2 separate regions of the Rattus norvegicus genome follow, and region 1 is linked to region 2. A link is a contact called in public Hi-C data. All regions are on one chromosome and are shown on one strand. Each heading gives the region's core, a stretch centred on a gene start, on an enhancer-like site or on the middle of the called end of the contact. The rest is flanking DNA. Distances are from core to core; before and after follow the strand shown. Region 1 holds the start of Cpe (carboxypeptidase E). Region 2 holds the start of Tmem192 (transmembrane protein 192).

The links. A called contact is a pair of places that touch in the nucleus more often than the background predicts.
Region 1: a contact with region 2 is called in a Hi-C map of frontal cortex, with 3 times the contacts expected there. The contact joins the promoter of Cpe here to the promoter of Tmem192 in region 2. A contact is called at or near these places in 2 of 12 Hi-C or Micro-C datasets (the A7r5 cell line and frontal cortex) and 1 of 1 datasets of contacts at active chromatin or transcription factors (oligodendrocytes).

Annotation. Positions count from the first base shown.
Region 1 is chr16:29,791,738-29,798,055 of GRCr8, forward strand. It overlaps Cpe (carboxypeptidase E), which reads left to right and starts at 4,970. Exons shown (of 9, transcript NM_013128.2): 1 at 4,970-5,364. The coding sequence starts at 5,058.
Region 2 is chr16:29,524,734-29,530,881 of GRCr8, forward strand. It overlaps Tmem192 (transmembrane protein 192), which reads right to left and starts at 2,751. Exons shown (of 6, transcript NM_001014141.1): 1 at 2,664-2,751. The coding sequence starts at 2,690.

The sequences.
Region 1 (6,318 bases), core at 3,720-6,219, 270 kb after region 2:
GAGGAGAAATAAGATGGAAAGCTGCAGTTTTTCCGTAATGATTTTGGAAGATACATGCTATCGTGTCTTTTGGCTTTAGTTTTGCAGTTCTTGAGAGCTAACTCAGGTCTTTATGTATGCTAGATAAATAATTTGCCACGGAGCTAATTCTTCAATGCAATTCTCATCATTTCTGCTTTCTTATGTTCATTTGAGTGAGTTACTAAGTCCTGCCTACATTTCCGATAGAGGGAAATTAAGCCTCGTGTCTTCAAATGGAGGGGGATAGAGACTCTATGCCCATCACTACTCTGTACAGTTGCTCGCTCTGGCATATTTCTTAGCAGAGTTTTTTGATAATTTCATATTGGAAATTTCGGACTTGCCACGGTGGAAATATTTACATCATGTAGCACTGCAAAACCTCTGAAATCAAGTTGTTTCCCACCAGGTAACTACGAATCCTTCCCCAGCACACAGCTGGACAGCTGTCAAACTCTATGCTAACAGACTTTCTGCGGGGTAGATAAATGGTGAACAGGCTATTGTAGGAAGAGAGTAAAAGTTACACACATAGAGAGAAATAGTTTCCGACCTTGGTGAGAATAGAAGGGACTCTGAAAGTAGGGGTTGTGAGAGTTTAAGTATGCAAGAACAGACGTCTAGAAGTGACACCACGAAACAACAATGTCTCTTTCGACTTCTTTTTCCTGTTTGTAAAGACATTTTAAAATAGCAGGTTGAATTTAACTATGGTTATTCAAACACATTAAAGACTTGCATGCAAGATATTTTAAAATTCCACAGTCACGGATGAGTAAGTGTATTCGTGAAGCCACAAAGGACTAATGCCTGCTTCAATAGAACTGGTGCAGCCGACCCACATGTAAAATAACCCAGAAGTGCAAAGACAGACCACATTCTAATTCCTTCCAGTCAGTGCCCTAGTCTGTGGTGTGTGCCATCTCTCAGGTTTGTGAGATCATTTCAAACAGAAACCTTCCAGAACCATAGGATTTTGGACTTGAAAGGGACCTTAGCAAGTGTTAGCACATGCGTCACTGTTTCTTAGTGCACGGGTTTGAATGAGCAATGCCTCCATAGTCTCAAGCCTTTGGACACTTGGTCTCCAGCAGGTGGCTCTGTTTGGGAAGGTTACAGAACCTTTGGGAGGTAGAACCGTGACAGGGGAAGTGCATCACTGTAAGGCAGGCTTTGAACACTCACCGTTTTGCCTCTTCTCCGGTTTTCTTTCTGCTTCTTTTAGGCGGATGGAAATGTGATCTCTCAGCTCCCTGCTCTGGCCATCTCAGCCACCTGCATCAGACCTCCTCTGCTGTGACAGACTTTCACTGTGGAACTGTAAGGCAGAATGAACTTTTCTGTAAGCCTCTTCTGGGTATGGTATTTTGTCACAGTAACAAGAAAATTAACTAATACAACACATCTGGCAGTTGAATATTAAAATTAGAAATCTCTGCCACTCCTCTTGTTTGCTTTTGACAGGGTCTCATGTAACCCAGGTTTCAAACTCGGTGTAGTGTAGACTAAGCGATAGCTCCTGGCTCTCCTGCCTTCACCCTCAAGTGCTGGAGTTACGAGCATATGCTACCATACTTGGTCGATTTTCTGGTTAAAATGAAGAATGTTTTAAAAATTCATTTAAAAAAAGATTTAAAAATTTATATGTGTGTATGTCCAAGTACCCAAGGTGGCCGGGAGGGACTGTCACATTTCCTGGAACTGCAGGCATAAGTGATTATATACCACTGATGTGGGTGCTGGGAATCAAACCCACGTCCTCTGGAGGAGCAGGAGACACCCTTCCCCTCCGAGTCGTCTCTCCGACAGCCCCTAAACCAGGTATGCCTGAGACTTACCCCAGACTCTGTGAATCATGAAAGCTTGAAAACACGTGTGTTTAAAACATGTTTCATTATTTGAGACTTTCAAATAATGATTTAAAATTATTACTATTATTATTATGACTGTTGTTGTTATTGTATACCTGTCCTGCCTTTGTACATTGTACACCATGTGCCTGTCTGGTACCTGCAGAGATCAGAAGAGATTGTTGGATCCCCTTCAACTATTCTTACAGACAGTTGTGAGCAATCTTGTGGATGCTGGGAATTGAACCTGGGTCTTCTGGAAGAGCAACACATGCTCTTAACTGGTGGACCATTGGTCTAGCCCTAAGACATACATTTTCTAAGTTGCTATATGGTTCTCTTATACTGAAATACTAGAGAATGGATAACCTAACCAACTTTCTTTTTCCTTCTACAGGTTAGGGCCACAAACATCTACGATGTCAGAGAACTCTTCAAGTAATAGTACACAGCTAGTATAATCCCACTTCTTTTCTTTTAAAGTAAAAAAAAAAAACAAAACAAAATAAAAAGTACCTCGTGACCCTTAAAGGTAACATTTTAAAAGAATAGTCAGCCATGGGACAAGTTAGGACTTCAGTGAGAGGAGTAGTTACTGTACTGCTACACACACACAGTAGTTGTGTGTGTGTAGTTACTAGTCAATATGCCCCAACCCAGCCACAAATTAGTGAGGTTGCTTTCAATTGCTAACTTAAAATCCTAACTGTATATTTTGAAGTCATTGGTTTTAGCCACTCTGTTTTCTTCTCTCTGGTTTTCCAAGGTTACTCTTTTGGAAATGCTTTTAGAAACCTAATTATAGCTCTGGTTTCAGACTTCTGAACTAAGAAATCAAATACAGGCTGGTTAGAGCGGAAAGCATTGGGGCTTTTTGTTGCTATTTTTCATAAAGTTCTGTCTACCTCAAGGAGGATGTCAGATGAAGGCTATCCTCGCCCCCAAAAAGCCCCACCCCCTACTCACATCTGTGGTAGCTTATTAAAGCAGCACCTAACTATAATACAAGCCAGCACTTGGAAGGTTCCAGATAAGAAATCGGGAGTTCAAAGCTAGTCTCAGATATATAGTGAGTTTGAGGTTAGCCTGGGCTACATGAGACCCTATCTTAAAAAAAGCATCTATGCTGCTGTGCGAGATGTAGACCCATCGATTCGAAACTAACCTCCCTGCTAGTGCCTTGGCAACCTGTCTGTTCATACACTTTGATTTACCTGCTTGAGGGAGAGTCTCACTATTTAGCTCAGGTTAGCCTCAATCCCGGTGTCCTCCCGCTTCAGGTTCTTGAGTTCTGGGACTACAGGCGAGCGCTATCATGGCTGTGTGCTCCTTTAAACTTGTATTTAGATATGTTTATGTCCCCATTTATTACTGCATATGTGAGGGTGTCTATGGAGGCCAGACATCAGATCCCTGGAGCTGGAGACGCAGACGCTGTGATCCCCTGGTTGTGGGGGCTGGGAATTGAACTCAGGTGCTCTGTAAGAGTATTGTGTGCTCTTTACTGTGACGCCGTTTCTCCAACCCCTGAAACAGTAATATTAATTTTATTTTTAAAATTCTCAACGTGAGCCGAATGCCTACAGTTGCTGCCCTTTTTGGTTTACGTTTGTTCCCTGAACGTGTGACAGATAATTTTTAGATGCCTCCTTCACCCAGTGCCAGCAATATTTCGTGCCTTAACTATAGCAGTCTGGTTCTCAAGGGGTGGGAGTGGCCTGGGTGGGTGGGGTGTGGGCAGCCATGACTGCCACAGGTCGGCTTCTGAGGGCAGTGGGCCTTCTGAGAACCACAGAGGCCACCCAACCTGTTGTCCTGCTAACATCACTTTCTTTCTTTTTTTCCCCCCCCCCCGGAGCTGGGGACCGAACCCAGGGTCTTGCGCATGCTAGGCAAGCGCTCTACCACTGAGCTAAATCCCCAACCCCTGACATCACTTTCTAAGCAACTGGGTTCCCTTTGCCCTCTAGCTGCATCTGAGACCAAGGAGTCAGAAAGAGAAGGTGCTTCCACGGTTTCAAACTTCAGTATAAAAGAAAAAAAAACCTAATGAAATTATTTATAGACCTGGATTCCTTTCTAGGTGACAGGTTTTATTCAGGACAGGGTATTATTAGATAGTGGAGAAAGAGGCATCTGGGGAAAAATGTCCCACATGAAACCTTCCCCTGCTGGTGTGCTGATCTTTTTTTTTTTTTTTTTTTTTTTGGTGGCCACGCTCAATGGATTATTTGTTCAGATCCATACTGGTGTTACATCCAATGGCAACTGTTGTAGAGTAACATCTGCTGCAGATGTTGCTCCAAAAGTACAGACCCTGCCCAAGGGTGGTCATTTAAGCCCACGATTTTATACCCTTGCAGTCACTTTGTGAAAGGGAAGACAATATCATTTATCTGCATCGGTTTTTCCTCCATCACAGGATTGAATCATACTGCCAAACGAAATCCTTTGTCTAACGCATGAACAGAGTCTCGTTGGTGTTTCTCAGAGTGTCACAGAAGATGAGTGGTATTGGTCTTGCTTGCTTACCTCATTTCTCTCTCTTTCCCCCTAGAAGGATTCCGGAGTATGTCTGAATACAGTTAAAAGCGCTCTCTGTAAATGGGTAGAAAGCAGAATCAAATCAAAATACAGTGTTCTGGTTTCTAGCCAGACCTTGCTGTAAGATGAAGCCACAACCCTTAAGTTTCCACTATTGCAGCAGTAATGTCCGAGAAAGAAGGCAAGCTGTGGGTTGCTTCTCACCCCCACCCCACATTCTGATGCCTCTAGGTGGAAATCAAAAGGCTCTGCTAGTAACCCAAGAATGTGTTTTCTACAAGGGTGATCCTGGTCGTGGTTCCCTCTCATTCACAATAACCCTCCTAAGCCAAGGTCTTAGCTGTCATTCCACCTGCGTGGTCCCTGGCGCCATTTGGCTTTTGACGTGGGTCTGAGCCAAGGAATAAAGCCAGCATCCCTGGCGGTTGTTCCGCCTGTGCCGGGCCTCCTGCCTCCTGCTCCCCGGGGCGGGTAGTGCAGCGCGCAGAGCCGTCGCGTCGCCACTGTCCTCTGGGTGGCCCCAGCGCGCACCGTTCATTGAGCCGTGGAAGGTGAGACGAGAGGAGGCTGGTGCTGAGCTCGCCAACTCCACCCGGGCCCGGGCAGACAAAAGAGACCGGCGGTACAGCTCGCGGGGACGCGATGGCCGGGCGCGGAGGACGGGTGCTGCTGGCGCTGTGTGCCGCGCTGGTGGCCGGCGGGTGGCTGTTAGCGGCTGAAGCCCAGGAGCCCGGGGCGCCAGCGGCTGGCATGCGGCGGCGCCGGCGGCTGCAGCAGGAGGACGGCATCTCCTTCGAGTACCACCGCTATCCCGAGCTGCGCGAGGCGCTGGTGTCGGTATGGCTGCAGTGCACCGCCATCAGCAGGATCTACACGGTGGGGCGCAGCTTCGAGGGCCGGGAGCTCCTGGTCATCGAGCTGTCTGACAACCCCGGGGTCCATGAGCCCGGTAAGTGCGCTGCGGGGACGGGAAGGAGGAGAGGTGGGCCCCGAGTTGCTGCCGGGTGAAGGATGCCTGGATGGGAAGTGGGAAGGAAACGAACGTCAGCCTCTCCATCGTTCACATCTTCGACCCGTTTTTTGTGAACATAGGCGGGGACTGGGGGGGGCTGGAGGCATGGGGACAGGAATACAGACAAATCCCAGAGCTGAGTTCCCGGGTGCTCACCCTCACAGATGGGTCAAACTCTAAACAGAATAGAATTATGAGTTCTCAGAAGGCAAACACCTTCCCGGTAGACACCAGTGAAAAATAAGGTGCAGAAGGCGGGGTCTCAGAGGAGCAGGGAGAGTCTTCTATCATTTGAGAATTTCCAAAGGACCAGCTTATTGGGCGCTGCAGGCTCTGCGTACCCACCTCTGCGTTTGTGTGAGCGTTAGGTGCACTCTCGACTGGGGATGCTGGCGAATTTCAAAAAGGATATTGATGATCTAGATGTTGTGTGGGGTGCATACATGTAGATCTTCCTACCAGGGTAGAAAAGGTTTCTAACAGGCTTACAGACCATGCCTCGCCTTACTAAGGGAAAATAACAGCCCCCCCCGACTCCCCACCCCCCGCTTTGACCACTCTAAGATGAGTAGTGCATGATCACGTTTTATCTCCAGCAACCATCGGGTTAGGCATTTTCTGTCAGAGTACGTTAAAGCACGTTTTAATTTGTGTTAAAGGCTTGGTATTAAAAGGATATTTTAAGCAATGTTTTGGGACCCTTTGGGTTATGTTTATGCTGTTTAGAAAGCATTTAGGCCTGGCCTTTCTGTTGGTAATAAAGGCCTTGCTAAAGCACCCAAATCAGTATGGAATGATTTTATTTCTTTAACGACGAAGAAAACATAAAACCCAGGCTAAAAATTCTCAATGCAGGACATGAAAAGTCTCCCTTCCTTTATCTCTCCCTCC
Region 2 (6,148 bases), core at 1,501-4,000:
TTTTCTGTCTTCTTACAAATCTCTCCCCACCACAAACCTAGGACCACATGAGTGATACGCAAATGCTCTAACACTGAGCTACACCCCCAGAACCCCAAATTACTCCTTCATTTCCTTTATTTTGGCCGACAGCTCCCTAAGACCAAGGGTGACCTTAAGTTTAAGATTCCTTCCCCTTACTTCCTCAGTGCTGGGATTACAAATGTGTGCTACCATGCCTGGTTTCTGTGGTGCTAAGGACTGAGCTCAGGGATGTGTGCATGCTAAGCAAGCAAGAACTCTACCATGCTCGCCCAACCCATTTCCATGACTTATGACTGAGTTACTACCAAAGAATTCAGCTATTATTTTGGTCCCTACACTACCTCTTCATTTTCTTCCCCCAGTAACTACTTCCTTTGGGGACCTATGTCTATAGTGTATTAAGTCTTACTAGGACCCAGGTATAGTGGCTTCAGGAGGATTACCGTAAGCCAGAGGCTAGCCTGAGTCACCTAGTGTGAGCCTGTAAAAAACCAAAATTCATGTGGGATATCTTTAAATATTTCCCCTCTGCCTCTCTTGGTCTGAGGGTTGTCATACAACAAAAGATGGTTTGTAGACAGATCTCGGGTAAGGTCACAGCACCATATTCATGTCAGAGTACATACTGTGAAGGTGTGTCTCTGTTTTCAATTGTTAATTCTGTACCAGCAGAGAGCTAAATGCTAGGATTCTGGTCTTCCCATTTCTATGGCCCATTACTGGGTTTCTATTTTTGTAAATATTTGTTCTTCCTGCTCTGATCTAGAATTGTCTCTAGTTGGCTGTCATAAAGAGCTGACAGCCAGTAGTTAGGCAGGGGGTGGAGGGTGACTTTTCCAGGGGAGAAAGGGATTCTGGGAGAAGAAATCAGAGGTGAGGGATTCAGACAGCAGACAAGGGAATAAACAGAGGCGCCTGAGCTGAGCAGAGGTAGAGCTGGCCACAGCAGGACGTAGTGCCAGGATTAGTCAGGTTAGAGTAGCTAGAAGACAGCCCTCGATGAAAAGCCTAAGCTTTAAAATATTAAAAACTCAGTGTCATTATATACGAGCTAGGCCTGCTATACACTCACCCCAGTGAGGACTCTAAAATGCCTCCTATTACTTAAGACCCTTTGAGCTGCCTTTGTTTGGGTCCTTCAGAGGCCTGGGTGTTCATTTATTCAAAGCTGCAACAAGTCCTTGTCTTTATAAACGAGCCATTCATTCACTGACTCGCTTAAGCACCTGGGCTTGCAACATAGCCCATGTACAGCTCACTAAATGTGCACTTTGTTATCTACAAAATACCAAAGGCAGGCAACCTCCCTAGGTCCATAGGTTCAGCCACTTCATTGTTGGTGAAATACCCATCCCCGATTGTTTGCCGAAAGAAATATCCAGGACTGTACTTCTGAAAGATCCAAGAACTCCAGGGCAGGTTAGCACCGAGAAACACTGCTCGAGTTTTTTCTAAACCACTCATTTTCCTCTTATTTATTCCTTCCAGAAATTGTCAGTCCATGAAATCTCACTCGTAAAATTTCAAAAGCAATGCGCTATGCTTTAGATTAGTTCCATTGTTAGAAACATATTTCATGGAGAAAATTCAACTAGCTAGGTGGCAAGGTACTCCCACCATTGAGGCATTAAAATGGGCTGTCAGGGAACAGTTAGGCAAACTTAAGGCCAGGTTAGGCTATATAATGAGTACCAGGCCAGCTAGGGCTACCTAGCACATCTATAATAAGTAAATAAATGATTGCAGGACCCAAACACACAAGAATCTAAGCTCTTACAGTTCTGGAACTTTTTTTTTTTTAATGTAAGACCATGCTAATGTTTTTATTAGTTATTAGCTCAGGTCATTGTGCTAACATAATGTCAGCCTTGCATTTCTCAAGGGCAGGGCTTTTATTATGCCAATAGACAAAATAGTTTGTTCTGGAAACAAATGCAAATTTCCTCTCAAAGTGTCACCCCCCCTCTCACCTGATTTCAAATTAATCAGTGTCTTAATGAGTTCATAAACTCAAGATTTTTCCAATTGTATTATCATTCTATACTGGCTACACCGCGAAGTGGGCCACCTGGAACTTTTTTTTTTAAAGCAAGCAGGCATGCATCTAAGATTCAAACATCTTTCCGTTCCTATCATGCCTACATTCAAAACACATGATACACTTATGCTCCAATCTGCGTTTCCGGGAGATGAGAGCTACAGGTCCGCCCGAGGGAGGCTATTAGCCCAAGCACCAGTGTCACACCAGGAACCCAGTGCTCTCCAGTCGCAGCAGGAGGGCCCACATAAGCCGGGTCACCCCGGGCGTAAAAGTCCGCCTGTCAGTCTTTCCCAGGAAGGACCGATCAGGGTAGTGAGCATCACGTGAAGCTCTCATTTCCGGAACCAAAGACGCGCACTGCACGTGAGCCGCCGACTGAAGGGTCCCCCGCGCCAACCCTGCCGTGTCCCTCCGATTACACAGGAAGACGCTCCCGGAATCCGCGGTCCCCGCCCGTCGCGTCACCCCGCACCCCGCACCCCGCGTCCCCGATGGTGGAGCCGCTGCGACTCTGGGTAGCTCCCAGCCCGCTGTCTCCGCCCCCTGAGCTCAGCACAGGAAGCGGGATGGCGGCGACGGGGCTCGGCGCCTCACTCACGTCCTCCAGCCTACCGCCCGCCGCCATGACCCGCCGTCGCGGGCCGATGCCCCGCCAGCCTGACCTCTCCACCAGCGCCCCGGCGCCGAGGGCCCGGGACAGTCGCACCTACTTGGACCTGCGCGCCCCGCCCCGGACACACCCACTCTGCGCCAGCCCCGCCCCTAAGGCCACGCCCCTCGACTTAGATCAGCCGATCAGAAGCCAGGAGGAGTGTGGCCCTCCCTTCAGACTCCCGCTTTGGGTGTCGGTCTAGCCCAGGCGGTTGTTTCATCCGTTTATCAGAGATTTGGCAATTAAAAAAATGAATTTCTAGAGCAACCATTTAAACCATGTTTCGTCAACTACTCTTTAAACATTAACTTATTTCTGTTGCGTAGTTTTTGTTTGCAGCGATAGCTCTGTGTTCGGAAAAAGACGCAGTAAAAATTGTAATTCCACCTGTAGAGGGACTGACCTAGAATAGATTCTAATTTGTATAACAAATTTACAGTTGTCTCCACAGGAAATTCCTGTAGCTTTTGTTGTTCTTGTTGTTTTTGTTGTTGTTGTTGTTTTTTTAGGTATTCTGTTTCTGTTTTTTCTTTCCCCATCTCTTTTTCTGTCCTTTGATTATTTTTGGTTTCAGTTTTGCTTTTTGAGACAGGGTTTCTCTACATAGCTCTGCTGTTCTGAAACTCACTATGTAGACCAAGATGGCCTTGAACCCTCAGAGATTCACCTGTCTTTGTCTCCTCTAGTGGAGTGCTCAAATTAAAGGCTTGTGTCACCACTATGTGAATCCCGGGCTTGGTAGCAAAAGCCATTGGTTAGTCCTCATTTTTTTTTTTTAAATTAAAACAAGGTCTCAAGTAGCTTACGCTGACCTAGAAATTGATGTGCGCTGAAACTGACTTTCAGTTCCTGATCCCCTTGCCTTTGCACAGTGAAATCTGGCATTGTTAGTACACACCACCCACCTGACAAGTTGTTTTGTACATACAAAGTATTTTAAAATTGTTTTTATTTTATGTGTTTCAGTGTTTTATTTGCATGGGGGGCTGTGCACTGTGTGCATGCCTGTTGCCCAGGGAGGCCATAGGAGCTATTGGATCCTCTGACACTAGAGTTTGACAGTTGTTTTTGGGAATCAAACCCAGGTCCTTTGGAAGAATGGTTAGTGTATCTAAGTAGCACTGAGGCATCTCTGCAGCCCAAGTTTTAACACACACACACACACACACACACACACACACACACACACACACTGAATCGTACTGGGGAACTGGGTGTGGTAGCACACACCTGTAGTCTCAGGACTTAGAAGAGGCAGAAGGATCATGAGTTCAAGGCCAGGCTTTGCTCTATAGTAGATTAGAGGCACGCCTGGGTCACATGAGACTATCTCATGAAGAAGTAAAGAGAGAAGTGAGGAAGAGTCCGTAATGTCTGTGGGTGAGGAGGAATTGGGAAGCAAAGGTGTCATCAACACTGAGCAGACTGGGCCCCAAGGACAGTGGCTGGACTTGTCCGTTGGGAAGAATGCCTGTCCTCCTGTCCTGGAACAGGTAGTTGAATCATATTGGTTCCTTCCTCTCCCTAAAACCAGCTTCTCTACAGGCCCTGGAAAGGAATAACCCTGAAATCCTCAAAGAACATCTCCTTATGTGCTGCACAGTTTTAACTGGACTTTGCTCTTTTAAATAAGCGTTTACTGGCGCCTGTTAATTATATGTAATGATAGGTTTCATGGTGGCATTTTCATACGTGTTTATAAGGAATTTGGCTTATATAGCACCCGTTGCCTTCTCGTGTTCCCTCCCACTGATTCCCTTCCTTTTCCCAACTAGTCTCCTTTCTGATTTCACGGCAGCAATGTGGAATGTGTATGTGCATGCTCGAGCATGTGCATGTTTGTGTGTGATGTAATGAGTTTAAGGTTTCATACTCACAGTATCATGTGTCACTTACCAATCACCTCCATTCCTAAAGAATCTCTCTCTCTCTCTCTCTCTCTCTCTCTCTCTCCCCCCCCCCCTTGATTTAATACAGAAAGTCAGGCCATTGAGTGGCTTAGCAGGTAAAGGTGCTTGCTTTGAAAGCCTGACCTGATGACTTGAGTTCAATCCTCAAGACCCATGAAAAGTATCAGGAAAGGGCTGGAGAGATGGCTCAGCGGTTAAGAGCACTGATGCTCTTCCAGAGGTCCTGAGTTCAATTCCCAGCAACCACCTTGTGGCTCACAACCATCTGTAATGGGATCTGATACCCTTTTCTGGTGTCTGAAGGTAGTATCTGTCTGCTCACATATGTAAATAAATAAATCTTTTTTTTTTTAAGTAGCAGGAAAGAACCAACTCTGCAATGTTATCCCCTGACCTCCCTCTATGTACACCAAACCACGGACACCCTGCCCCTCAAATAATAATAAATAAAAATATCTAAACATATTTTAAAAATAAGGAAGGTTGAGTTCAGATCCAGTTTAGCTGAGTTGGACTTTTTTTCTTTTGTGTTTTGAGGCAGAGTCTTATGTTGCCTAGCCTGGCCTCCAATTCATTCTGTAGCTACAGATGACCTTGAACTCCTGATCTTGTATGGCAGAGCCATCACACAGCCCAGCTGTGAACTCACAGTCAATAGTAGTTGGGTTCAAAGGAAAATGACGGCATGGTTAGGAGATTCTACTAGAAGACAGGGGGTGGGGGAGCACGGGATGCAATAAGAATAGGTTAGCAAGGTATGAGAAGGATAAAATGAGAGATGTGGTAAGGAACAGAACAAACAGGGTTCGTGTGCAGTCGCTGAGAAGACGGGAAATAGATCAGGAAGGCTGAGGGGCATCAAACTGGGCAACCACCCTCTCATTCTCTGAGTATTTCCCATCCGTCTGTCCTTCCTTTCTTCCTCCTTCCTCCCTTCTTGACATCTTTCCCTTTCTTTGTCTTGTCATCTCTTTTTATGTTTTTCTTCCTCTTCAGCACACACACTTATGGATTCAGGCTGTCCTTGACCTTGCTGTATAGTAGACAGGATGACCTTGAACTCCTGATGTTCTTGTTTCTATTGCCCAAGCACTGGGATTACAGCGAGAGCCACTGCACCAGTTTATCACATAGCTCATTATTATCTATATTTATTATTACTACTGTGTGTGTGTGCACTCACGGACATGTGAATGCATGCGTGTATGCACACTACACCATGTGTGGAGGACATGGTTGGTTCTCATCTTCCACCGTGGGTTCTAGCGTTCAGGTCATCTCTTGTATGGCATGCACTGTTATTTGCTTAGCCATTGTGCCAGCCATGTCTTACAGTTTTAACAAATCCTTATATCCTGAGCATGTTTTCTTGTCAGTCTGCCCTCCTTCCAGGGCAAACCAGGGCCGAGCAGAGAGCCTCAGAATCACCAAACTCAACTTAAATTTGACTTCCAGCACTTTCCTTGTCTGTAAAGTGGATAGACCGACATTTATAAAGGGAAAACAAGGGCTGACGGTGTA